5 separate regions of the Mus musculus genome follow, and regions 1, 3, 4 and 5 are each linked to region 2. A link is a contact called in public Micro-C and promoter capture Hi-C data. All regions are on one chromosome and are shown on one strand. Each heading gives the region's core, a stretch centred on a gene start, on an enhancer-like site or on the middle of the called end of the contact. The rest is flanking DNA. Distances are from core to core; before and after follow the strand shown.

Region 1 (5,002 bases), core at 638-3,137, 1.7 Mb after region 2:
TTTCTCAGGACTTGTTTATCTTGCCTTCTGAAACCAGGCCTCTCATGGGGACCCAGATTTTGCTGATTAGATCGGGTGATCTGTGAGTCTCTGGGTGTGGCAGCCCCCCCCCCCCCCGCGTACCCCCCCCCTCACGTATTCCCTCCCTTCACGGCTTCAGGTAGGTGCTCGCTCTTGCAAGCCATGCTCTTCCCCCCACTGAGCTATTCCCACAGCCCAGGGGAGGGCTCCAACACAGCGTTCTGGGGTTGAAGATGTGCATCACTGCTTCCTGATGATGCGGGGTTTGTTAGTCCATTAAATCGCAGTTTCTAGGCTCTTCCTCGCAGCTACCGCTCTTTGAAACTCCAATGGCTGCAATCAAAGTTTTGAAAAATTTACAGCGAGTATAACACCGTTGAGAACAAGGCACGGGTATGGCTAGCGCCACGTGGCAGCTTGCCTAGGCTCACAGATGAAGAGAACACTGAATTTCAGTAGGAGACTATGAAATAAAAATGAAATTGTTTTTCCTGCTCGGAGGCTTCCTGAGTTAAGAGCCTCTCCTTTTTCACCTTATAGCAAAATAAACTGAGCAAAGTTATGTAAAAGCAAGAAGAATCACAAAATAAGGAATCTCTTATCTAGTTGACTCTGGTTTGTGTGTGTATATATATAAAACTGATAACCAACCAATCAAACAAACAAAAATCACTTTATGTCTATTAAGTACATCTAGAAAAATGTATAAGAATGTCTCAGCTGGAGAGCTAGATTGTGGATATTTGTAGTTCAAGCACTGAGGCGGGAGGGCAGCCAGGGCTACCGCGTAAGTTCTAAGTTACAATGTGAGACCTCATCGTTAAAAACAAACAAACAAGCAAACAGGCCGACAGACAGACAGACAAAAGAGGGGGAAGAAACTAAGAAAAGGAGAAAGGAGAAGGGTTCTGTATGAGTCCCTGCCGCTGCTAGTGACAGGAAAAGCGGATAGAGGAGCGACTCCTGAAAAAAGTCAAAGACCCTCTCTCCTGTACACAGTTCTCAGCGTCCGGGTGGTCTCGCTGGTTGGAAGTGGGGGCTGCCGTTCAGCGCGGTCCGAATTTTTTCCCTAATCAGCTGCTTGTGCCCCCTAGTCTGCCTGAAGCAATCCTGATCTTTTCTTTCCTCGTACGGGACTCTCGACTTGAATCCCTGGGTCCCAGTTATTCACCCAGGCCATATTCGCCTGACCCTTTGCAGCTGACCCTCTACGGAGAGCTGGGAGCAGAAACAACCGGAGCAACGGGAGGTGGACCCAGAGATTGACAGATCTCTGAAGCGGGACGTGCTTCAGCTGTGCCCGGTGGGCGCGACCAATCGGACTCAACAGCATCAACCCCCAGCATCATTGTCCGGGATAGGAGGGAGGAGACTCCATCGAGGCTTAGCCTTTGCGGTCCATAGGTGACAAATCTAGACTTCGGACGGCACGTGCTCCGTTTGCTCCACTCTCCATCCGGGACAAGGCTCTCGACCGCTGTCACCGTTTAAGCAATGTGTCACCCTGACAGTTGTTTGCTCAGATCCTTGAGTTCCAAGAATTAAGTTTAGACTAGAAGTTGGTCATAACCACTACGGTCAATTTCGCTTTATTTCCAAAGGGAATCTTGGGATTAACAAACTGACAGATAAAAACAACATACAAGTCGACCGCGGCAGGACTCGAACCTGCAATCTTCTGATCCGAAGTCAGACGCCTTATCCATTAGGCCACGCGGCCGCCAGCGAGAAGGTGCCTTTACTTAGCTTAAAGCGTGTAGCCGCCTTCAGGCTCGCGTCAGACTGGTCTATCTTTTCCGTGGGGAGGGAAGTAGCGGAGGACCTCACCCGGAAGTCCCTCTGCACCCCCGCGGGCGGGCGGCTCCATTGGCGGCGCTCTTATTGGACGCTCGGGGGAGTCTCCCGCCTGCCTCTGGGTAGCCGCGGGACCCAGTTCGCGCAGACGGGAAGTTGCGGCTGCTCCCGAGACCGCACGCCACCCTGAGGCTGCGTGGGCCGCGCGCCGCGGACGCCGCGTCGTCGCCGGGGCTGTGGGCTGCCGCAGAACGGGAAGCGCGAAGCGGACCGAGGTTTCCGGCGGGCTCGGCAGGGGGAGGGCCGGGCGCGGCTGCTCCCTCTCCACTCGGGAAGCCGGGCCGGGAGCAGGGCGGCGGCTGCGGCGGGGACCCTGTGTCCCGGCGTGCGGGGGTGGCCGCCGACGCCCCGACCAGGGCGCCCTAGGCCCGCCCGGGTGTGGGTGCGGACCCCGAGGCTGTGGCTCGTTCGGCGGGTTTCGAAGTTGGGGCGCTAGGCCCTCGGGCCGCCGGCGGGGTGGGACTGGCAACTGCTGTCTGCCGAGCGCCTACTGGGGTTAGGGCCACTCGACGAGCGCGCCCTCTGCCACTCTTACAGCAGTGGCCCGTGGCTCTAGAGTTCTTAACCCCATTTTACAGAGGAGGAGGTCGGGGCCTAAGGAGCTGGGCCAAGGTCACGCAGTTGGAGAGCCAGAACCCTGGTCTGTCTGCGTCTCCCCATTTCAGCATCTCCAGCGGCTTCTCCCAAGTTAACTGCCGAGCCGGTGTGGCCCTGTCCTCGGGAGGGGGCAGTGCCATTTCTTAAGGTTGTTGGAGGCGTAACAGAAAAATGTCCCTACTCCGCTCTGGCCTTTTGGCTAAGATCAAGTGGAGAAAATGCTTGTTTGGCACGCAGCAGATGTTTGTTGCGGGATAAGCGGTTTGTTCAAGTCCGTGACACTTGTAATAACACTTTTATCGTCTGTCTCCTTTAGGACTTGTGTGAGGAAGGCAGGCATGGTGAGACCTATTTCACTGACAGGAGCACAGAGAGGGGACGCGTCTCTCTCTGAGTCTTTCGGCCACTAAAAGCAGTCAAGCTGGAGCCCAAAGCCCGGTGCCCCGACTCACAGCGGGGGGCTCCCTGCACCAACCATGAGCCGCCTGCTCTGGAAGAAGGTGGCTGGCGCCAAGGTCGCCTCAGGGCCAGTACCAGCAACCGCGCGCTGGGTCTCCAGCTCCGTCCTCGACCCCGTCCCCAGCGACGGGCGGCCGCCGTCGCAAATGCCCTCCTCCGAGAATGGGCAGCTGCGGCTCAACCCTCTGCTCATCCAGATGTTGTCGAGAGGCCTGCACGAGCAGATCTTCGGGTGCGGCGGGGAAATGCCCGACGAGGCCGCGGTGCAGCGCAGCGTAGAGCACCTGCAGAAGCACGGGCTCTGGGGGCAGCCGGCCACGCCCTTGCCAGACGTGGAGCTGCGCCTGCCCCGGCTCTTCGGGGGCAACCTGGACCAGCACTTCCGCCTCCTGGCCCAGAAGCAGAGCCTGCCTTACTTGGAGGCGGCCGCCTCGTTATTGGAGGCCCAATTGCCCCCCGAGCCCAAGAGCTGGGCCTGGGCGGAGGGCTGGACCCGGTACGGCCCCGAGGGGGAGGCCGAACCCGTGGCCATCCCCGAGGAGCGGGCCCTGGTGTTCGACGTGGAGGTCTGCTTGGCAGAGGGAACCTGCCCCACTTTGGCGGTGGCCATATCCCCCTCGGCCTGGTAAGTCGGGGGTTAGCAACAGGGGACTACCGTTTGTAGGGGGCCCAGCTTAATGGTTTGGTTCGGAGAACATTTTCTGAGTTCCCTCTGTGTGCAGGTTACTCAACCTGCTTAATCCTGCTTCTGTGAGGCTCGCTATGGTGGGAAGGTGCATAGGCTCCAGGCAACACCCAAGCGCATATCAGGGCCCATTCGGAGGATACCGTGTTGTGTTTGAGACAGACTGAGAGACCATTTAAGATGACCACGAGTTTGTGCCTCAATCCTGACCCCCAAGAAGCTTCCGTGAGAAGTTAGTCTGAAAAGCCATTTGTCCCGTGTTTGGTTTTGGGAGTGCCGACGGTTAGTTTGCACAGGAAGGTGTTCCTGAGGTGGGATTGCTCTAGGCGGTTTACAGTGCTCACATCCCCAGTGTCTTCCGTAAATGCCAGATCTTTCCGAATGCCCGTGAAGGTAGCCTAGTCTTGCCCACCCCCCAGCCAAGAATTAGTACTTCCTCCTAAGTAGAGATTTTGGTCTCAAAGAAGTATATCCAGTCTCTTCCTTTTCTTTTTAAATAACTTTCTAAGTGCTACCCAGGTTTCTTTTTCAAGCAATGATGGCAGTACTGTTTCTCCCCCTTTTTATTCTTCTTCGTTCCAGGATTAAAATACTATTTACAGCCTTAATGCTTTCAGGCATGGCCAGCAAAAAAAAAAAAAAAAAAAAAAAAAAAAGTTGGCAGTTTCTTTATTCCTATTGGAAGCTCCATCTTTGTAAAGAAAGCTGCGAAATGTTATATATGCAGTTGAAAATGGTGAAAGCATGGCTAAATAGCTAAGGTAGGCACTCCTGGCTGGAACGAGCGCATCTAGATGGTTTCGTCCTCGGTGACTTAGTTGAAGCTGAGATAAGAAGCACAGGGCTCATGTGACGTGGTGGCCAGAGTCCAGGGGAACAGCAAGCCATCGTCTGAAAAGATAGAGCAGGTTTGGGTGGCTGGACGGAAGCAGTGCCCATGAGGTTTTTGGTCAGTTGGGCATTTTTGGACAGGTCAAGTCCCTGTTCTTCCTTTCCACCTTTCCATCTTCCTCACTTCTCTCTCCTTCCCATTCTGCCTCCATTCTCATTCCATTCTGTCAGTGGGCCTGGGGGCACCACAGAGTCTGCCTGACTGCAGAAGCCAGTGCTGAGGTCTGGGCTTGCGCGAAGACCTTTCTCCTTGTCATGTGACTGTTATAGCTGTGGACAGCATGTCCACGTTACCTGCCACCCGGGTGTATAACCTGACCAGCACACAGCCTGTAGGAGTGGGGCAGACAGCTGGGCCTCCCAGAAGGTAGCTTCCAGAAGGCTTGTGGTAAGGGCTTTAATCAGTCACTTGCCTGAAGGGAGATCACCCAGGCCCTTGGCGTTTGGGAGTCTAAGGAGAACTTCATTCAGCATTGATAACATGGATTCCAGCTG
Region 2 (4,512 bases), core at 1,417-3,916:
AAAAACGGAACCAAAGAAAAACTGTGATTAGCTCTGCTCTAAGCCTAAATTCACTGACCTGTAACTGAGATGTGGTAGCACTAGGAACAACTCACAGATAAAAGTATGGGAGGGACTTTCATTTCTATTGACTGTGCTACTGTAATTTGTAATTTGACTCCTCCTCTGTAGATGTTAATATTATCTTTAAGTCTATCTTAAATGTTCTATGGACACAAATAGCACAGACAGAAGTATGAACGAGTAAACAGTAAAAATAAATAAATAAATAAATAAAATAAAATAAAATAAAATAAAGCCAACAGATCTTTAGCACCTAGTCTGTGCCTGCCATGAGGTTGGACACTGTGAGGTTGGACGCACTGTCTACGTCCTGACAAGAAAAGATCTGTGGGCACAGCAGTACTCGGGGATAGGACCTGTGGATGGCAGAGGTGGACTGCTGCACAGGAGAGGTTTACAGGACGCCTAATAGGAAGTCTAAGCCACCACAAAAAGGCCTGTAAGAAGAAAGGTGTCTCACTGAAGAAAGATGGCTTTGGAATTTAATATTGGCTAATGAAAAAGAAAACAATGTTAGATTTGGGTAAGAAATGTGACAGTTGTTAAGGTTCCCACATTCAACTTTATCTATAGTGTCTTGCTTGTTTGTAAGCCTGTTAAGACTTAGTTATATAAGCCATTAAAAGCAGTTTGGCCTAGCCTTCTAAACTCTAGCCATCACAGGTTTCTTTAAAGAAACCCCAGGAGAAAGAATTCAACTGAGAATAATCAGAACACAGTTGAATTTTCACTTAGAGCAATTGGTAGGGCAGGGTAAGCACTCCAGTGTGCAAAGCTGAACAACATCGTCTCTTTCCAACAAAAAAGGATTATTTCTATGACTGCTAGAAAGTTAAGACAGTTAAGTAAGTCAACTACATCGTTCAAATCTGGGAGGGTGTGCAGTACCCAGTAAGCAATTTTTAAAAATTGCAAAATACTTAAAACTTCCTAGTAAAGAGGAGTCTATGTTCAAACACTGCAGCCCAGCATACCAGTTTGTTTTACAACGCCTGAGATGTCACTCCAAAATCCCAAATGTAAGTGGGAAGCTGCTGCGGGTGCCTCTGTGAACTTTTATCTTTCCTTCAGAAAACCTTCGCCCTGGAAACTTTTGATAAAAGCTGAGGCAAAAGGCGCTGGAGAAGCCACGCAACAAACAACAAAACAGAAAACCCTGCAAGTCCCAGGCAGACTGCCTCCATACAAAATTAACTTCGCCCTGCTGAATCCTTCGAGGGTCACGGTCACGTCTCCAGTAGTATTTTCTAATTACACAGGCTTTAAATACCACACGTATGCTAACAAACCTGAACTTCAGATAAAGCGTGCAGTGAAGCCAAACCTATGTTCCAGGTTACATTTCAATGGCCCCCAAAAAAGTGGAAAAGTGAAACTGCTTGTGCAATGAGAGGACAGAGGTTGGGATAAGCTAGGCAGGGGGTGAGGGGGGGGGGGAACTGGTGGCATCTAAGACCCTTCCCAGTGCGGACAACCCTTGCCTTTCTACTCTGGGAATGCCAGAGCAAAGTGCACTCTGGTTTACCATGTCAGGAACGTGCCGGGGATATCCCGGGTCCCCCACCCACCCCGCTGGGAGAAAACTGACTCGCCGCGTCCGACCCCGGCCGGGAAGGAACGGACACGGCGGATCCCGCGGCGCCGCGTCATAGCCCTGTTAAGCCTCGGTCCGCGACAGCCCGCAAACGCGGGCGGCTGGCGTCGGTCAACGCCAGGGCGGCTGCCTAGAGGGCCCCCAGTGCCCCGCGTTTGTTTCCCCGCCCTCCCAGTGCGGCTCACCTTCGAGGCGCCGTTATCCCGAGGCTGAGGCTCCACGAGCCCGGGCGCGGTCGACCATCGCTGAATAGATCTCGGCGCGGGGCCCGGGACGTCCACGTCCACGTCCTCGTCCTCGCCGTCGCTGTGGCTAAACGTTCGGTTTTCGGAAGTGTGGATGCTCGGGGCGCAGCCCATACTGGCGGCGGCGGCACCGCGGACTCGCTGGCGGGCAGCCGCGATCCGGTCAGCAAACGGCCCGCCCGGCGCCTCGGGGCCGCCGCGGGCGCCGTGTCATCGCGGCCTGAGCGGGCGGGCGGGCAGGCGGGTGGGCGGCGGCGGCAAGCGCGGGTCTCGCGTCAGGAAGCGCGGCCGCCCCTTTTATTGCGCTGCGGGCGCGGCGGCCGTGGGGAGGGGGCGCTGGGGCGAGAGGCGCGCCGCGGACGCCCCTCCGAACATGCCCTTCCTGAGGCGGGAGCCGCCGCTGTCTCCCTCACATCGCCGCGCGCGCCGCAGCCGCCGCGCTTCCGGGGAAATGTCGGGGGTGGAGATTTGCGCTCTCGCCACCGGGAGCCGCGAGCCCGCGCCGCGTTTGCACCGCCGCCCTCGCCTCGTCTGACTCTCGAGGAAACGGGCGCTCGCTCGCCTGGCGGTGCCTCTCCTCGGCCCGGCGGACGGCTGGGTGAGCGCCCCTAGTCGGGCTACCGTAGGGGAGCCCAGCCCTCGGCGCCCGCACTCCGAGCTGGGGACCCGCTCGCTGACGGAGCGAGCGCCTCGACTCCGGTCGGGCCGCGCCGTCGAGAAGCGCCGAGGCGGCTGCGCGAGCCAGGAGTTGAGCATCCGAGACTCCCGCTCCGTGCTCCGGACCGCGTCTTGCGGGCAACTCGCCGCGCCCAGCCCCCAGCGGTGACCTCCAGCGGCTGCTGGCGTCAATGCAAAGCAGCTGGGGCGCCCGCCGCCCGCTCCCTGTACCGCCCGTCCAAGAGCATGCGCGGCCGCGACCGCAGGGGCACCTAGCCAGCCCGTCCGGAGAAAGGAAAGGACTTGCTGAAGGATACAGAGCCATTCTGCTTCAGGGGCTACCGAGTTCGTTCACTGTCAGGTCACTGTGTTTGAGATTTGGAGCTATCGTCCGTTAAGAGACCAGTTGGAAGGACCTCAGTCCGAAGCGTTCCGAAGTCCATGGGGAACTACACTCCAGGTCCCAGGCGTTATTACCAGGGATAGCCCTTGCTCCAAGACCTGGCACGTCACGCCTCTGGTTGCACTCAGACCTGTGGGACTGCAATATTTCGAAGTTGGTTAGGGAAAGCCGGTCCTCTTAACCAAAGGACGATTCCAGGTTCGACAGTCCCAAGGATCCGAACCAAATGAAGAGTTGTGCGTCCGTCCAGCAGGGATCAGAACTGCAGCCCCCCAAGTGCTACCAGATAGCTAGCTGTGTGACTCCAGATGAGTCTCTTAACCTCTCGGTAGCTGAAACTGGAGGGCGACGCCCCTGGGTGTGCATCTGATACCCAGAGCCAGCCACTTCGAGGGCCTTCCCGCCCTTCTTTGCTCTCTAGGTCCACCGGGACCCTGGCGGGACCGGGACGTAGCTTCCTTTCCTCAGTCCACACCTTTCCTACACGCACCCGGGTGCGACCCTGAGTGGCTGAGACTCCTGCCCGCGGACTGGCTACTGTTAAGACCCGGAGATGTGCTCCGGGCTGAAGTCCCTGCTGTGACAGACACAGGTGCTTGGTCCCTGTGGCAGCTGCAACGTCCTTGAGCATCGATCTTCGCCACCAAAGGAGGATACAGGGCGGCTTCCGGAGCGGATAAGGCTGGAGCAGCTTTAGAAACTGGTTCTCTTTTCTGGCCTTTGGCACGCGGCTCCTTTGTCAAGTTAAAGCACGCTGTCCTATAAAAATATGACTGGCTCCTCCAAGGTGTCTTGAAAAACAGGAAAAGTTTTTGTACTGACACCCGTTATTCCACCCAGTCTGTGGTGTTTTCAACTAGCAGTCTTAGAGGGTAGATTTTTTGTTTTGTTTTTTTTTGTTTTGTTTTGTTTTTTTTCAGCTGGTAGCTGGATCCCTAGAGAAATTGCCTTTAGCCAAGATGCACGTACAAGTCTAAGGCTCTTCTCTCCGCCCACCAAAAGTCTGGCCTTGACAACTCCACAGTGACCTTGCTAGTGAAGCTCCAGGAAGCCCCGGCCCTCCCCTCGCGGACTGGCTCACAGCGGCCCTGCTTTGTCTTAGGGATCCTTGAGCTTGATGTCAATAGCAGGGTGGGGCTGAGGAAAGGAGGCTAGCTAGAGACCAAAGACAGATCCGTACCTTCCCCAATCTCTCTCTGATCCTGAGTTGGATTCTGTCGTCGTCGTCCCCCCCCCCCCCCCAACTCCTTTCTCTCTCATTTTGAAACTGATTTCTCACCCTGCAATTTAGGAACCCACAGATTTGGAACCTGAGGCTAAGAAAGACACTCTGGCAATTGGAGCCATCAGTTTACTCCTGGGTCTTGTAAAAGGAGCCCGTTTTTTTTGTTTTTGTTTTTTAATTCTCTGTAACCTTGGCCAGGGTCACAGTGTTGGAGCTGTGGACAGGAATTCATCCCACCACCACCAACCACCCCTCTGGCTGGAATCTACCTGTAGGTCTTTAACATAACCCATGAAACCTGTGACTGTGACTATAAAAGGTGGGT
Region 3 (4,693 bases), core at 2,083-4,582, 1.1 Mb after region 2:
GTAATAATAATAAAAGAAGCTCCTCTTGGGATTCCCTTCTTGTCCCTGGGTCTGTGACGACTGCACCTGTACATAGGATTGTGGAGATAGAGTAATTTTTGTCCTTCCTCCAAGAACTTGTATATAGCATAGATTCAATTGTGAAATGGAGTTTAACTTTTAAAATGTGGGGCTAGCTGGGTGTGGTGGTACATGCCTTTAATGCCAGCACTCAGGAGGTAGAGACAGATGGATCGCTGTGAGTTAGAGGCCAGCCTAGGCTACAGAGTGAGCTACAGAGAGAAACCCTGTCTTGAAAAACAAACAAAAATAAAATATGGGGCCAAGGAAATGACTCAACAGGTAGCGGGCTGGCCATGCAAATGTGGGGACCTGTGCTGACTCTGTAGAACCTACCTAAGGCCAGTGCACATCTGTAACTACAGGGTGTCTGTGATGAGATGGGAGGCAGAGGCAGGAGAATGCCTGTCAGCAGAGGCAAACAATAAAGACACCCTGCCTCAGACAAGGTAGCAGGGGGACAACATGCAAGGCTGCCTTCTGATCGCTTCACTCATGATGTAGCATGCATTCTCCACCGCTCACACACAGGTATGAGTACACACATGCATGAATGCACACACATACACATATGCCCAGCATTCCAATTCATTAACCTCAAATTGCAGATTCCAACCCAATTTTCTTTAAACATCATGTGGTTGTTTGAATATATTTGGCTAAGGGAGTGGCACTGTTTGCAGGTATGGCCTTGTTGGAGTAGGTATGGCTTTGTTGAAGGAAGTGTGTCACTGCGAGTGTGGGCTCTGAGAGCTTCCTTCTAGCTGCCTGAGGATGTCAGTCTTCTCCTAGTGGCCTTCAGATAAACATGTAGAACTCTCAGCACCTCCAGCTCCGTGCCTGCCTGGACATTTCCATGTTTCCACCTTGATGATAATGGATTGAACCTCTGAACCTGTAAGCCAGTCCCAATTAAATATCCTAATAAGAGTTGCCTTGGTCATGACGTCTGATCACAGCAGTAAAAATCTAACTAAGACAATCATCATCATCACGGAAAAACTTTCAGGGTCTAAAATGTCTGTGTGGGGCTGGAGAGATGGCTTGGAGGTTAAGAGCTAACTCTTCCAGAGGACCTGGGTTCAATTCCCAGACCAATATGGCAGCTCACAACTGTCTGTAACTCCAGATCTGCATTGTCTTCTGGCTTTGAGACTACCAATCATATATGCATGTGGTACACAGACACACATGCAGGCAAAACAACTATACACATAAATTAATAATTTTTAGAAATTACCATGGCCAGGAGTGCCCAACAAGAAAAACAGAGTCCCTAGTTTCTCTCTTCTCCCCTTAAGCAAATATTGGGGTGTCAGCCAGATAATTTGGTTTGAACTACATCCTGGCCATATGACTTGAAATGGTGTCCTTTCCACTCTGAGCTCTGCTAAACCCAGCTGCCTCACAGATCACTAGGAGTGATCTAGTCACTCCTAGGAGCAGGCAACAAGCTGGGCAGTTTAAAAAGTGACCTTGCCAGCTGCACAGTGGTGGCCCTTGCCTTTAATCTCAGCACTGGGGAGGCAGAATTAGATAGATCTCTGAGTTTGAGGCCAGCCTGATCTATATACCAAGTTCCAGGATAACCAGGATTCTACAGAGAAGAAACCCTGTCTCAGAGCGACAAGAAGCAGAAGAGGAAGAAAAGGAAGAAGAAAGTGACCTTGTCTCAACTGGTTCTAACTGATGCTGCACTTAGAAGGTTTGCCTGGGATGGTTCTAGAAACATGAAGACTTCTGCCTTGGTCCGCCCGCAGACACTGAGGCTGGGTAGTGACTTGGCAGAACTCTGAGACGGAGTCTGCTATGTAGAAGCCCCTTGTGCTTCAGCAGCAATCACAGAGGCAGTGCAGGTAGCTGACCTTCATCCATACTCTAACTGGTCTAGAAAGATGCATAGGAAGTCTGTTCTCCGACCTTGCACGTGTGGATCCTGGAGTCCAGGGGTCTGGTATTTCCAGGATGGCATGAAAGCCCAAGTCAACAACCTCTGTGGTCTTTACCGGTGTTTACACAAGAGAACTGGGAATCTCGTAGAAGGGCTCTCAGACTGTTCTGGAACATGCTGCCCCAGGCCAGACTTTCCTATTCCTTTCCTCAGTCCCTGGAGGGACCCAGATGTCTCTCCTTTGCATATACTCTCTGTACTGGATCCCAGAACCAAATCTGTGACTCGGATGGATTGAGACTCCAGGAGGGAAGCTTTGATGTTGGCAGTTCAAGGCCACTTTCCTGGCATAGCTCCACCTGACAACACTGTGAAGCTGGGTTGGGAAGCTGGGAGCACAGGGCAGAAAGGTTGCTCTCATCTGGAGTGAGTTGGTGTGACTGGGAGAGCTGGGGTGGATTTGTGATATTTGATACACAAAACCCAGACTTCAGTGACCCCTACTTCAAGAAAATGAACAGTGATGGATTTAGCTTGTATGTTTCTGTTTGTTTCCCCACGCAAACAGGTAAACTAGGAGCTGTTGGGCTGGGTTGTGGATGGACCTTTGCCTAGGATATAGGAGACATGGGCTTTCCTTCAGGGCTACATAACTACTAGCATAGAATATAATTAACTTGGGCAGTGGTTGTACTATTGAAGGATGAACATACCTCAAACCTTTACACACAAATGTCACAGAAGTCTCCTGGCAGGCACTCTTATGTCCAGAAGAGACAGAGTCGGCCATGATGAAGGACTTTGGGGCTAGGAGTTTGGCCTAGTCAGGAGCAGAAGGAGGATTTCCAGCCGCCCCCCCCCCCGCCCCGCCCCGCAGCGTCTCATATAGCCCAGGCTGGTCTAGAACTTGGTATGTAGCCTAACTTCTCATCCTCTTGCCTCCACCGTACTTGGCATTTCAACTCTCGATCCTGGTTAGTCCACCCAACTGGACGCTACCTGGGGGAGACCCAAGTTGCCATGGTCTAGGTTCAAGACGGCAAAGCTTGTCATTGTCTTGATGAAAGCGCCTCAGGTCCGTCGGTCAGCTAAACGCAAAGGACGCAGGGGACTAAGGCGACGTGTCTGCAGCTGACATTCTAACGGAAGCGGGGAGTCTTGCAGCCGTGAGCCCCCGCGGCCCGATGGGTCTCCCCGGTACCTGATGCTTTGAGGATATATGGAGGCTCCCAGAAAGCGCGGGCTCAGCACTGGGGCCGCCTGAGCTCTGGAACAGGCCCAAGGGTGTCGAGCAGGCTCCTGCCCTGGCGTGGACCCGCCTTCTCCCGGGTGAGACCCAATGGGGCGGCAGGTTCTGCAGCTCCGCCCCGGTTGGGTCCCAGCCACCAGGGCCAGCCTAGAGTCCCCACCGCACAGCCCGGTGCAGCGGCGTGCTCGGACCTCGCGTGCTCGGGATGGCCGGCTACCTGCGGGCTGTGAGCTCGCTCTGCAGAGCCTCGGGCTCAGCGCGGACCTGGGCACCGGCAGCACTGACTGTCCCCAGCTGGCCGGAGCAGCCGCGGCGCCACTGTGAGTGTCGCACCGGGGGGCGGGCTCGCGTGCAGCGCTGCGACGTGGCGACGTCCCGGGAGGGGGACCCTGGAGTGCCACTCGCGACACGCCGGCGGTCGGGGAACAGCGGCGTGCGGGTTACAAAGGGCCGGGAGGTGGCCTTACACCGAGCTCCCGCGCCCCGCGCGCCTGGGCCGCTGCAGGCGCAGGGGTGGGGACCCAGGGGATAGTGGCAGCTGGTGGCCTGGGGCGGGATTGCTGGGTCCTATCAGGGCTGGGGTTCTCCAGGTATTCCGGGGGAGCATTTCCAGAGGTACCTGGACCCAGGGTGGGGTATCATGACTGCCTTGGGCCTTTGGAGGGGACAAGCGACCAAGAGGGGCTGGAGCGGCCTGCTGCAGCCCTAGGCAGAGGAGGGTCACCTCGCGCTCCCGGCTCAGACAAAGGCGAGGAGGAGAGGCCTCCACTTCCCCTTCTCTCCAATCCCTGCGTACTCTGGTCCCTCCTCTCCAACAGGCCCACGTCAGCTATTTTTGGAACCTTTACTCGACAGCTGGAGGAATGTCCTTCCATTTTTCCCGCTTTTGTTTCTCTGCCACTCCCCCACCCTTCGCTGCGCAGGACGCTCAGTCTGGGCCCTCTCCTGGCCCCTTGCTGGGCCAACCACGAGCTGCTGCATGTGAGTGGGTCCTGCCTGGCATACAAGCTGTGGAGACCTGGCACTGCACGCATATTGTCATTTTTCTGCAGTCAGTCGTTCCCATGAGATCTCTGCGTTGCCTTCAGCTTACTTCTTAGACGTGAAGGCGCAACTCCGGACAAAATAATCAGGGTTTTAGAGTCTCCATTACTAACAGATTGCCCAACCTGGCATGTGGGCATCTTTCATACCCTTGCTACTCAGCGCCTTGCTACAAAAGGCACGGAACAATGTAGAGCACTTGGTGGCCTCTTTTGATGCCTGTTGCCACGGAAATTCTATCCTGACCTGGCTCAAAACCCCTTGGGGTTAGCCAGAGGAATGAGGAAGAGGGGGTGGGTTTGGCTATGGGGTTTGTTCTGGCTAGAGTGGTAATCGTTAACTCACCGTGGGAGCAGCTGACCGAAGCTGGGGGCCAGGAGGAGGGAGAGGGCGGGGCCCTTGACACTCCCCTTTGCCAAGGAGAAAGGGACATACATGTTTTTGTGTTC
Region 4 (4,974 bases), core at 422-2,921, 1.2 Mb after region 2:
GTGCCCTTCGAAGATAGGGCACAGGGCCCGCAGGTCAAGTGTCCCCTCACTGGCAGACTGGCCGCTAAGACCGTGAAGGAACTCTGCAGTGTCCGGGTGAAAACACACCCAGACTACTGCTCGGCCTGGTCGGAACCATCACGCAGGGCGTAGAGATACATTAATGACCGTTTTGGATTAGTTAAAGCCCACACAAGCACCTCCCTGGCCTCTTAAATCTTCCCAAACTACAGTTTAGACTGGAGGGAAGCAGTTGCAGGGACCATAAAAGTCATCTTAAAAGGCAAGTTGAAAAAAAAAAAAAAAAAAGAAAGAAAACCAACAACCCGCTACGCACGAGTTAGCAAGTCCGCAGCTGGGGCGGAGGGGTGGGGGGTAGCACCGAGGCCGGCTCGGTGGGGTCTGAGAGTCGTGGAGGGAAGACCACCCGATTCGGGGGGCTCCTCCGTCTGACGCCGACGATCACGCCCCACAGCTCCGTCCAATTAGGAAAATGACCGCGAGGAGAGGGAGAGGGGGCGGCGAGGAAGGGAGGCCGAGCCACGGGAGGCTCGAGATCTGCCGTGGGGATCTGCCCACCGGTTCCCGGCCCGGGGGGTGCGCCTTCAACAGGTCGGAGACGGGGCCACCGAGGTGGGCCGGGGTCCCGCGCTGGTGACGCCCGCTGCCCTCGAGGGGCGCCCGGCACGCCAGCTGCGCGCTGAGCCCTAGCCACCCTGCCGGCCGGGCCGCGCGGCCACCCCACCCGCTCCCGGAGTAAAAAGTTTGTGGGCAGCCGCAGGGGCGGGGCGGCGAAGGGTGAAACTTTGAGTCCCGGGCCGGGTGCGGGGGGAGCATCCCCGAGCGCCGCGACACCCACGTGCGGGCCGGAGACCGCCGCCGCCGCCTCCCCGGCCTCCCACGCTACCGCCGCGCTTTCCTTTCATTTTGCTGCTTCTCTGCCTGTGCCTCTCTCTCTCTCTCTCTCTCTCTCTCTCTCTCTCTCTCTCTCTCTCTCTCTCTCTCTCTCTCTCTCTCTCTCTCTCTCTCTCTCTCTCTCTCTCTCTCTCTCTCTCTCTCTCTCTCTCTCTCTCTCTCTCTCTCTCTCTCTCTCTCTCTCTCTCTCTCTCTCTCTCCTCTCTCTCTCTCTCTGTCTCTCTCTCTCCTCTCTCCTTCCCTTCCCCCTCTCCTCCCTCCTCCTCCCCCCCTCCAGACGCCATCTCTCTCTCTTTCCCCTTCTCTCGCTCCAGCTCTCCGGCATGAGGGAATGTGGAAGTGAAAGGAAAAGACGACATGTTTGCCTGCGCGCCGCCGTCCCCGGGGAGAGGCGGGGGGCGGGTCGACCGCGGCCGCAGCGACCCACCCCCGCGCCCCCCAGCCACCCCGCCGCGGGCCGCCCGGGGGCTGGCGGGGCCGCGGGCTCGCGGGACACTCACCCTGGGTCCGGGCGCGGCTCCTCGCGCTGGGGGCCCTCGGCTGGCCGGGCCGGGCGGGCCGGGGGCTCCTGCTGCCCACCGCCCGGGTTGCAGCTGCGCGCCGCCTCCACGCGCGCCCGCCCTGCTCTGCCACCCTCCCTCCGGCTCCTCTCTTTCTCCCCCCCTCTCTCTCTCCCTCCTGCTCTCTCTCGCGCTCGCTCGCTCTCTCGCTCGCGCTCTCTCCCTCCCTGGAAGAAGGGAATGAGGCAGGGCTGACGTGAAGGGATGCTAAACAGCTCCTCCTAAGCCTGCTCGCAGAGGAAGAGAGACAGAAAAGCAGCCCTTTTATCTCTCTTTTGTTTTCTCACTTCCTTCCACCCCCCCAGCACCCCCCTCTCCTCGGCCCAAGTTTTCTTTTTCTCTTTCTACCGCAGAGAGGATTTTTCTTCTTTTCTTTCTTTCTCTCGCTGCAACTCTCCTACTCGAATTGCAAGCCTGGAGGCTTCTCTTTTTTTTCTTCCCCTTCCCTCTTTTCTTCCTCCTTCCTCCTTTATTTCTCTAAAAGGGTTTTGTTTGCTGTGGGAGTTTCGTTTGAAAATCGAGTCACGCCTTTTTCCTTCTTTTCTTTCGCCCTCTCCCTCTTTTTTTTCCCCTCCTCTCAGCAGAAAAGGGGAACAAAGATTAACAAGCGGGGGAGAAGGGAGCGTCAGAACCTCGCATGGAAATGGGGGGGCTGTCCCTGCCAGGCACAAAGGGGGCTCCAGAGAGCAGCCCCCAGGAAGTCTGGGGTGCCCTATCCCAAATAAGAGCTAATGGGGGTTGGGGTCGGGGGAGCCCGAGTGGCCAGTCCTTCCGAATACGGGTTAGGGCTCAACCTGCCCCCTCCCCAGTCAGGGGTGGAAGCTGGGGGTGCTCTTCACTTAATATATTTTTTAAGTGGGCAGATGGGACTTAGAGCAAACGTCGCCGCAGAGCCCTCAACAGTAAAGAGCCTTTAAACAGCTGTTCGCAGAGCCCTGGACGGTCAGACTCGAGGGAACGGCCCCGGCTGCTATCACCGGGACCCGGGTGCGAATGGGGTTCAGAGGAGTTCGGGGTCCCTCGCATCCTCCCCAAGCCCAGGGCCTAGGCTCGACCCCGGGGTGCACTGCTGGAGGGCGCCGAGGCGTGGTCGTTCGCTGAGGTCTGGGCCCTTGTGGCTCCCCGCGGGGCCCGGGGTTCGGCATAGCCTGGCCTCCTCCCAGCTCTGGGACAGGCCGGACACCCCGCCTCCAACCTCCCGGACACCCGCCACTCAAGAGCTGCGCCGCTCGACTCCGACGCATGGGCGGGTACGGAGCCCGCGGACAGAGCGGGGCAGTGTCGCCACCAAGGGTCAATTATTCATGGGGCGCCTGGGCGTGCTCCCAAGACCAGCTCTGTCTTCGGCTTCTCCAGAGGAGTGGAGACAACACGGGGGAAAAGTTCCCAGAGCAAAGTTGGCCACATTTCTTATTTTCCCAAGTAAGTATTGAGCACCTGCTGGATGCCTGGCCCTTGGACTGGGGCTGCAGCTGGGCGAGAAACGTGAGGTCTCGGCGGGCCCAGACAAAGCGAGGGAAGCTGTGGCTCCGGACCAGGTCACCGAGCTGAAGGGAAGCCTGGATCCTCTCCCCTCCCTGCGCTCTTCCTTCCCCTTCCCTCCTTCCTCCGGGCTGCATCTCCTTGGCTCCACCCCTTCTCATCAATTCCTCCCACACTTCCCTGCTCTCCCTGGCTTTTCACTGGAGGGTCCCTTCTCCCAGCGAGGAGCAGATGCAGAGCCCCATTGTCTCTCCCCCAATGACTGCAGCCTCCCAGGGATAGGACCAGCCACTCCTTCCCCTCCCCCCAGCCCAAAGGCCTGGGTCTTTAATGACAGGAGCCCCAAGGCCACTGCCCCTCGCCCCACCCTACACCAGCTCACGGAGCTGTGAGCAATGACTCCAGTCACTCAGAACATGATTTATTTCTGGCAAGGAGTGAGAAAACAGAAGCCAGAGAGTTTGGTTCAGCAAGAAGGACCCCGTGATTTCAGGCTCAGCACACTGGGTCTCTAGTGACCTCAGCACCTTCACCAGCCAACAGGGAATGCTGGAAGCCACAGTTCTGTCATCACCTGCCCTCTCCAGAACACCCAAGTCATATTTTCTCAAAAAAAGACAAAGTCCTCTCTGACAGTCAAATAGTCATTCAACAACCATTCGCTTCTGTGCCTGCTTCCTGCCAGCTCCCCAGCCTGCAACTAAGGACTTAACCACCAGAGACACCATCTCCTTGTTCTGGCTTTGCAAACTGGTAGGAGCCCGAGAGAGCTGGGCCTCAGTCAGGCATCATTGGTGCATACTTGTAGTCCCAGCACTTGGAAAGCTGAGACAAGAGGATTGCCAGGAGTTTTAGGCAAGCACAGACTACATATTGAATAATATATTAGCCAAGGCCATTATGGCAAGACTTTGTCTCAACAAAACTAAAAAGAGGGAGGCACAGTTGTGCATGGATTGAAATCCCAGCTTCTGGAAGGTAGAGACAGGAAGAGCAGAAGTTCAAGGTCAGCCCAAGCTATGTAGCCAGTTCTAGGCTGGGCTATCTGAGACTCCTCAAAAAAGGGGTTTGGGGTGGGGCTGGGAGAGACAACAGGTAGCTAGGTGCCTTATGAGGGCATTGAGAAAGCAACTCACAGGGGCTTGGGCAAGGCTGGCCAGCGAAGGTTTCCTGGAAATCACTTCTAGATAAATAGGGATGTGCCAGCCAAGAGCATGAGATGGAGCCAGGTGTTGTGGCACGGGTCTTTAATCCCAGAACTTGGGGAGTCGAGGCAAGCAGATCTTGGTGACTTTAAGGCTAGCCTAGTCTACATAGTTGCTGGACTGCCTGGATCTACAGACCTTATCTCAAAACAACATAAAAAACTTGGGAGAGAACAATTTGCCTACGGGGCAAGAAGGGACATTCCTCTAAACTCAAGGAACAGTTGAGTTTTAGCAGCCAGACCTGTGATACACGCCTTTAATCCCCACTCTCGGAAGAAATAGACGCAGGTGGAGCTCTGACTTTGACACATCCTGGTCTACATAAGGAGTCCCAAGCTAATCTAGACTTTGTAGAGAAGTCCTGTCTTTAAAAAGAAAGGAAAGAAAGAAAAAGAAAGACTTCAAGTACTTGGTGTAATACAGAGTACAAGCTAGGGAGTGAGGGAGGTTATGGGTTGTGGGCACAGGTAGTGGGACAGGGTTGGTGGCAAAGAAATAGTCTGTTTATTCCTTTTCACTTGCCAGCTTCCTGAACTTCCAAGTGACTAACAGGAAATAACTTAGACCCAGTGGCCTGCTTTATAGAAATGGAGGTAAATAAAAGAACTATTCTAGCTACTTAGGAGACTGAGTCAGAAGGATCCAAAGTTGAAGGCCAGCCTGGGCTACAAATGGAGATCATGTCTCCAAATAAAATGTAAAAAAGAGGGCTGGGAATACAGCTCAGAGGTAGAGCACCTAACTAGCATGCTTGAGCCACCAACATAAATATCTAAGTTTAAAACCAGATTGGACTACATAGTGAGGCC
Region 5 (4,629 bases), core at 671-3,170, 1.0 Mb after region 2:
TCGGGAGGGCTGAGAGCTCTAGGGAAACACAGGATGACAGAAGCAGCAAGGGGTATGTATGGCTCAGAGCCTAACACACCTAACACAGGACAGGTTCCATACCTAGCTCATACCTCCACCCTGGGTCAACAAGGTGAGGGGGTCATGGGGAGGTGGCGCATCAGGGAAAGGGATTTTTGACACCAAACCTGAGGACCTGAGCTTAGGTCCTGAGATCCACACGGCTGAGGGAGGATTTCACCAGCTGCCCTCTGACCTCACTGACCTCCACATGTACGTCATGTTTTCGTGTGCCCTTACACCCACACACAAGCTAAGTAAGTGTTTTAAAGTGGCAGAGCATCAGTCCTGGGTTCCGATTTCAGTCATTTCTCACTTCAAGAACAGAACTCCCAAGGAGCAGCAGTGAACTCTAGAACCATCCCCACCCACAGCGAACCACCCAGTTCCATGCAGGAGTGGTCCGAGTTTAACATAACAAGAATGACAGCAAACACCCGCTGAGAGGTTTCTGTACCAAGCCCTATCCTAAGGACTTTGCAACTGGTAATGAGCTGCGCCTTGAGCAAGGCGCTAATATCCCATTTTACAGATGAAGAAATCAAGGCACAGAGAAGTTGTTTACTTAAGGTCATGTGGGAACTAAGTGGCTGAGACAGGATTTGAACTTGAGCTACCAACAATGTTTTGGATAAGGGACTGAGATCCTGTTAGGGGCCTTAACTGAAGAGCTGATTCTATCCTTTTGCAAATGGGATGCTTTTAGGGGTGGGGATGCAAATATGGAGTAGGAAGTCTGGTAGAGTTTTAGTCTGTAACCTCTAATTTATGCACTAACTCACAGTGACAGTTTGCAATTTAGAGGGGTTTGGCCAAACATTGTCTGTTGGCACCTATGTGCCTGATGCCCTCCGAATGCACCAAGTTTTATGAATTTCCCAAGATGACTTTGCAAGGTATCTAAGCCTGAGGCGACTTTGCAGGGGAGGAAGCTGGAGTGCGGGCAGTAGGAAGTACTTACTGGGCTAAGTCCCTAGAATTCCAAACGTTGAGGTTCCCTGGAAAAGGTTCAGGGGCGATCAGACTAAGGGAAGTAAAGAATGAGTGGAGGATTGGAAACACAGGCAGCCAGGGGCAGCTGTAAACCACCAAAAAAGGAATGTGGCCCACCAGGGTGATACCCTCAGGCCCCTCTAGACAGGGTACAGATGGGTCTTCGCAATGTCAGTTTCCAAGTCCCTGTGTTTGGAGTAGGGGGTGAATTCTCCAGGTCGATCAGTCAGAGATGGGCCGGCAGGGAGGAAAGACCTGGCACCCACCCGCCAAACTCCAGGCTCTGCTGTGGCTGACTGAGAATATCATAAGCCCAGAGTTTATAGCACGGCCAGCAGCAGTGCCCTCAGCCCCGTGCCGTTGGTGGCTCCAAGGCTGACTCTGGTCAGCATCAAAGACAAGTAAATGAGTAGGCAGGATGGCTGGCACCTGAGGCCCCTAGTGCCGAGTGTGCTCCCTCCGAGCAAGAGCAGCTGCAACCGAGCAAGAAAGCGGCCCTCTCCAAGTCCAGATAGAAAATGGAAGAAAAGGGCTCTCAGCTCCCTAGCTTTCCCTCCTCTTTCGCTTTGACCACAACTGCTTTCCTGGTCCTAGTGGACCTCAACCTCTCCTTTGTCGTGGCCACCCCACCAAGCATCTCGTTGCCCGCGCTCCCCTCCTTCTGCCGCGCCCCATAGCACTTACCCAGCGGCACACTGATCCGGGGGCCGAGCGCCCGCGTAGTCGTCGTCCGCAGCAGCAGCAGTAGCAGCAGCAGCAGCAGCGCGCGCCGCAGGACAGCGGAGCGGCTCGCCCGGCCCATCGCGGCGCGTGGAGCTCGGACCGCAGCAGGCAGCGGCGTCCTCCTCCGGCTCAGGTTGCTCAAGTGGAATCGCAGGCTGGAGCCCCGCCCCGCGGTTCGGCCCGGAGTCCTTCCCTCGGCCTCCGCCTCTGGACCTGGGGGTGGGCGGCAGGGAAGGTGGTCACGTGGGCCGCCGCACCGTAGGCTCCCTCTGCCCAGTGCTGCGGGTGAAAGCCCCGCGCTCTCGCCGCAGGGAGGAGGGCGCGGAGCAGGAAGTCGACGGGTAGGCGGGCCTCCTAGCTGGTCCTTGCCCAGCTCTTTCCCCTTCCTCCTTCCTGGGCGCTGAAGTACGAGGGGCGCTGGATCGAGTCACCCGACTTGGGGCACTGGGGGGGAGGGGGAGCGGAGCAGAGCCTGGGGACCTGAAGCCCGGAGACCGAGGAGCTCGCAAAGCCGCACGGACCCGCCCTCCTTCCGGCTCCCGGGAACCCTGCCCCACATGCCCCCTACCTACCCCCACCCCCGCTCTGGGAGCTGTGCAGACTCTGAGACGGAGACTGGTAGCTTTCCAGTCTTACTTCCGCGAGAGGTCTATGCATGGTCTAGAATCTAGATACTCTGCTCGGTTGTCCATGCTTAGAATTCTGTCCACGCGAAGCCCGGGGCCGGCGCAGAATCAGTTCAAGTGGGATAATTAGGATTTCACGGACTGCACTGCCAAAGAGGCTAGACCTTCCCCCCCACAACCAGCACGTGGCTGAGCATAGGAAAGGATTCCCTAAGGCTGGAATGAGACGCCAGAGGTATCCACCCGCAGGTACCCCAATCTGAAGTCAATTTGGTGGAGCCACAGCAAAGGAATAGAGGGAAATAAAGAGGGGGAGATCAACAAAGACATCAAGGTTTTGGAAACCCGTTTCAGCTTTTCCTAGGTGAATGGATAAAATTAAAAACTTAAAAATATGTGTTCATTGTTCTTGTGGCAATGAAACCACTTCCCCCAGACTTTTCTGCAGTTGTCGAAGCTACACTGCACTCGCTGCTGCCCATGTGTGCCCATGTGGGCAGTTCCAGAGCCACATCTTTCTACTCTCCTCCCCACCCCCACAGGCAGGTGGCAGTCAGAGCAGACAAGCTCTTGGATGGTCTCAGGTCTTCTTTCTTACATCCAGACTTCCCCATGCTCCACAACTCCTGTACTGTCACCACCCTGACATCCTTCTACAGTCTCGTGTCTTTTCTCATATGCCACATGTCCAATTGCACTGGTTAACCCATCATCTGAAATGTACTGTTTCTGCTCTAACTGCTGCTTCCTTTCCTCCTGTTAATCTCTTCTCAAACACAGTAGACAGAGTCTACTCCACAAGCTGTGACCTCTGACCTGTGTGTTTGTGTGTGTAACATAAAATATATATGCAGGCAAAACACCAATGCACATGAAATAAATAGCACTTTAAATACTGTTTCAAGGTCAGGCCTGTAGCCCAGGCCTTTAATCCCATCAACCTGGGAGTCAGAAGCAGGAAGATCTCTTGAGTTTTACAGAGCCAGTTCCAGGACAGCAAGGCTACACAGAGATATCCTGTCTAAAAAAAAAAATTTTTTTTTACATGTATCTGTCAGTGTGAGGGTTTGAGACTCCCTGGAACTGGAGTTCCTGACTCCAGTTATGAAGATGCTGGGAGGGCTGGTGAGATGGCTCAGTGGGTAAGAGCACCCGACTGCTCTTCTGAAGGTCCTGAGTTCAAATCCCAGCAACCACATGGTGGCTCACAACCATCCATAACGAGATCTGACTCCCTCTTCTGGAGTGTCTGAAGACAGCTACAGTGTACTTACATATAATAAATAAATAAATAAATAAATAAATAAATAAAAGAAGATGCTGGGAATTGAACCCGGGGCCTCCAGAAGAGCAGCCAGCGCTCTTATTGCTGAGCCATCACTCCAGCCTCAGATTCATTTATCTTATCTGTCTGGCTGTCTTTATTTATGATACCAGGTTTCTCCGTGTAGTCTTGACTGTCCTGGAACTCCTGTAGACCAGGCTAGCCTTGAACTCACAAAAATCCTCCTTCCTCTGACCCCCACCCCCACCCCCCAAGTACTGGGACTAAAAGCATGTACCACCACTGCCCGGCTGAAAATAAATTTCTAAAGTCAGCTGGAAATGGTGGTATTTAATTCTAGCACTTGGCAGGTGAAGGGCGGGTAGGATCAGGAATCCAAGGCAGCCTCAGGTACATAACAAGCTTGAGGCCAATCGAGGCTATGTGAAACTCTGTCTCAGACAACAACAAACCGAAAACAGAACTTAAATAAATACATACATAAATAAAATGAAAGTCTAGGTGCAGCTTTCCCCTGCTCAACCTCCCAAGCCTCTGGAATGGTGCCTGTACACATGGCAGGCGTCTTCAATAAGCGTTGGTTGAAGGAATGACTGGGTGACCGAGGATGACAAGGGTCAGACTACTACAGGCTCGTGTTGGCTAACAACCTAAAACAATCTTCTGATGCCAATTTCTGTCTAATGAAAAGTGCCCCAAACCTGAAATTATGCAATAACTTTTTCAACTGAACACAAGACTTCAAAATTATCTCTCTTAAATCTATTGGTTCTGGCCCAGATTTCATCCCACGGAGGTTGTTTTGAATATTGATTCTATTATCATACATTTGGCACCTCCTTTCCTGGTTTTTGAGTCATCGTAAATTTGGCTAAGTATTCCTTAGACCTTTAATCAAGTTACTGATAAAAATAATGGGTGTGCAGATTTAGCCTCCAGATC

What was found. Promoter capture Hi-C pulls out the DNA fragments that hold promoters and counts their contacts. Hi-C and Micro-C count contacts between places; a contact is called where the count stands out from the background. Capture Hi-C pulls out chosen DNA fragments and counts their contacts.
Region 1: a contact with region 2 is called in a promoter capture Hi-C map of liver, with 4 times the contacts expected there. The contact joins the promoter of Polg here to the promoter of Pde8a in region 2. A contact is called at or near these places in 2 of 9 other capture datasets (adipose tissue and liver).
Region 3: a contact with region 2 is called in a promoter capture Hi-C map of liver, with 3 times the contacts expected there. The contact joins the promoter of Idh2 here to the promoter of Pde8a in region 2. A contact is called at or near these places in 4 of 39 promoter capture datasets (liver, neutrophils and pre-B cells), 2 of 115 datasets of contacts at active chromatin or transcription factors (memory CD8 T cells and thymic regulatory T cells) and 1 of 9 other capture datasets (liver).
Region 4: a contact with region 2 is called in a promoter capture Hi-C map of adipose tissue, with 4 times the contacts expected there. The contact joins the promoter of Zfp710 here to the promoter of Pde8a in region 2. A contact is called at or near these places in 1 of 115 datasets of contacts at active chromatin or transcription factors (thymic regulatory T cells) and 2 of 9 other capture datasets (adipose tissue and liver).
Region 5: a contact with region 2 is called in a Micro-C map of embryonic stem cells, with 3 times the contacts expected there. The contact joins the promoter of Sema4b here to the promoter of Pde8a in region 2. A contact is called at or near these places in 2 of 39 promoter capture datasets (both in liver) and 2 of 484 Hi-C or Micro-C datasets (both in embryonic stem cells).

What each region holds. Positions count from the first base shown.
Region 1 is chr7:79,463,158-79,468,159 of GRCm38.p6, reverse strand. Polg (polymerase (DNA directed), gamma) reads left to right here and starts at 1,887. Exons shown (of 23, transcript NM_017462.3): 1 at 1,887-2,090; 2 at 2,789-3,556. The coding sequence starts at 2,949. n-TRtcg5 (a tRNA gene) reads right to left here and starts at 1,741; the gene lies at 1,669-1,741.
Region 2 is chr7:81,211,419-81,215,930 of GRCm38.p6, reverse strand. Pde8a (phosphodiesterase 8A) reads right to left here and starts at 2,666. Exons shown (of 22, transcript NM_008803.3): 1 at 1,843-2,666. The coding sequence starts at 2,016.
Region 3 is chr7:80,113,989-80,118,681 of GRCm38.p6, reverse strand. Idh2 (isocitrate dehydrogenase 2 (NADP+), mitochondrial) reads left to right here and starts at 3,332. Exons shown (of 11, transcript NM_173011.2): 1 at 3,332-3,520. The coding sequence starts at 3,406.
Region 4 is chr7:80,022,925-80,027,898 of GRCm38.p6, reverse strand. Zfp710 (zinc finger protein 710) reads right to left here and starts at 1,671. Exons shown (of 5, transcript NM_175433.5): 1 at 1,416-1,671.
Region 5 is chr7:80,195,879-80,200,507 of GRCm38.p6, reverse strand. It overlaps Sema4b (sema domain, immunoglobulin domain (Ig), transmembrane domain (TM) and short cytoplasmic domain, (semaphorin) 4B), which reads right to left and starts at 1,920. Exons shown (of 14, transcript NM_001360135.2): 1 at 1,738-1,920. The coding sequence starts at 1,855.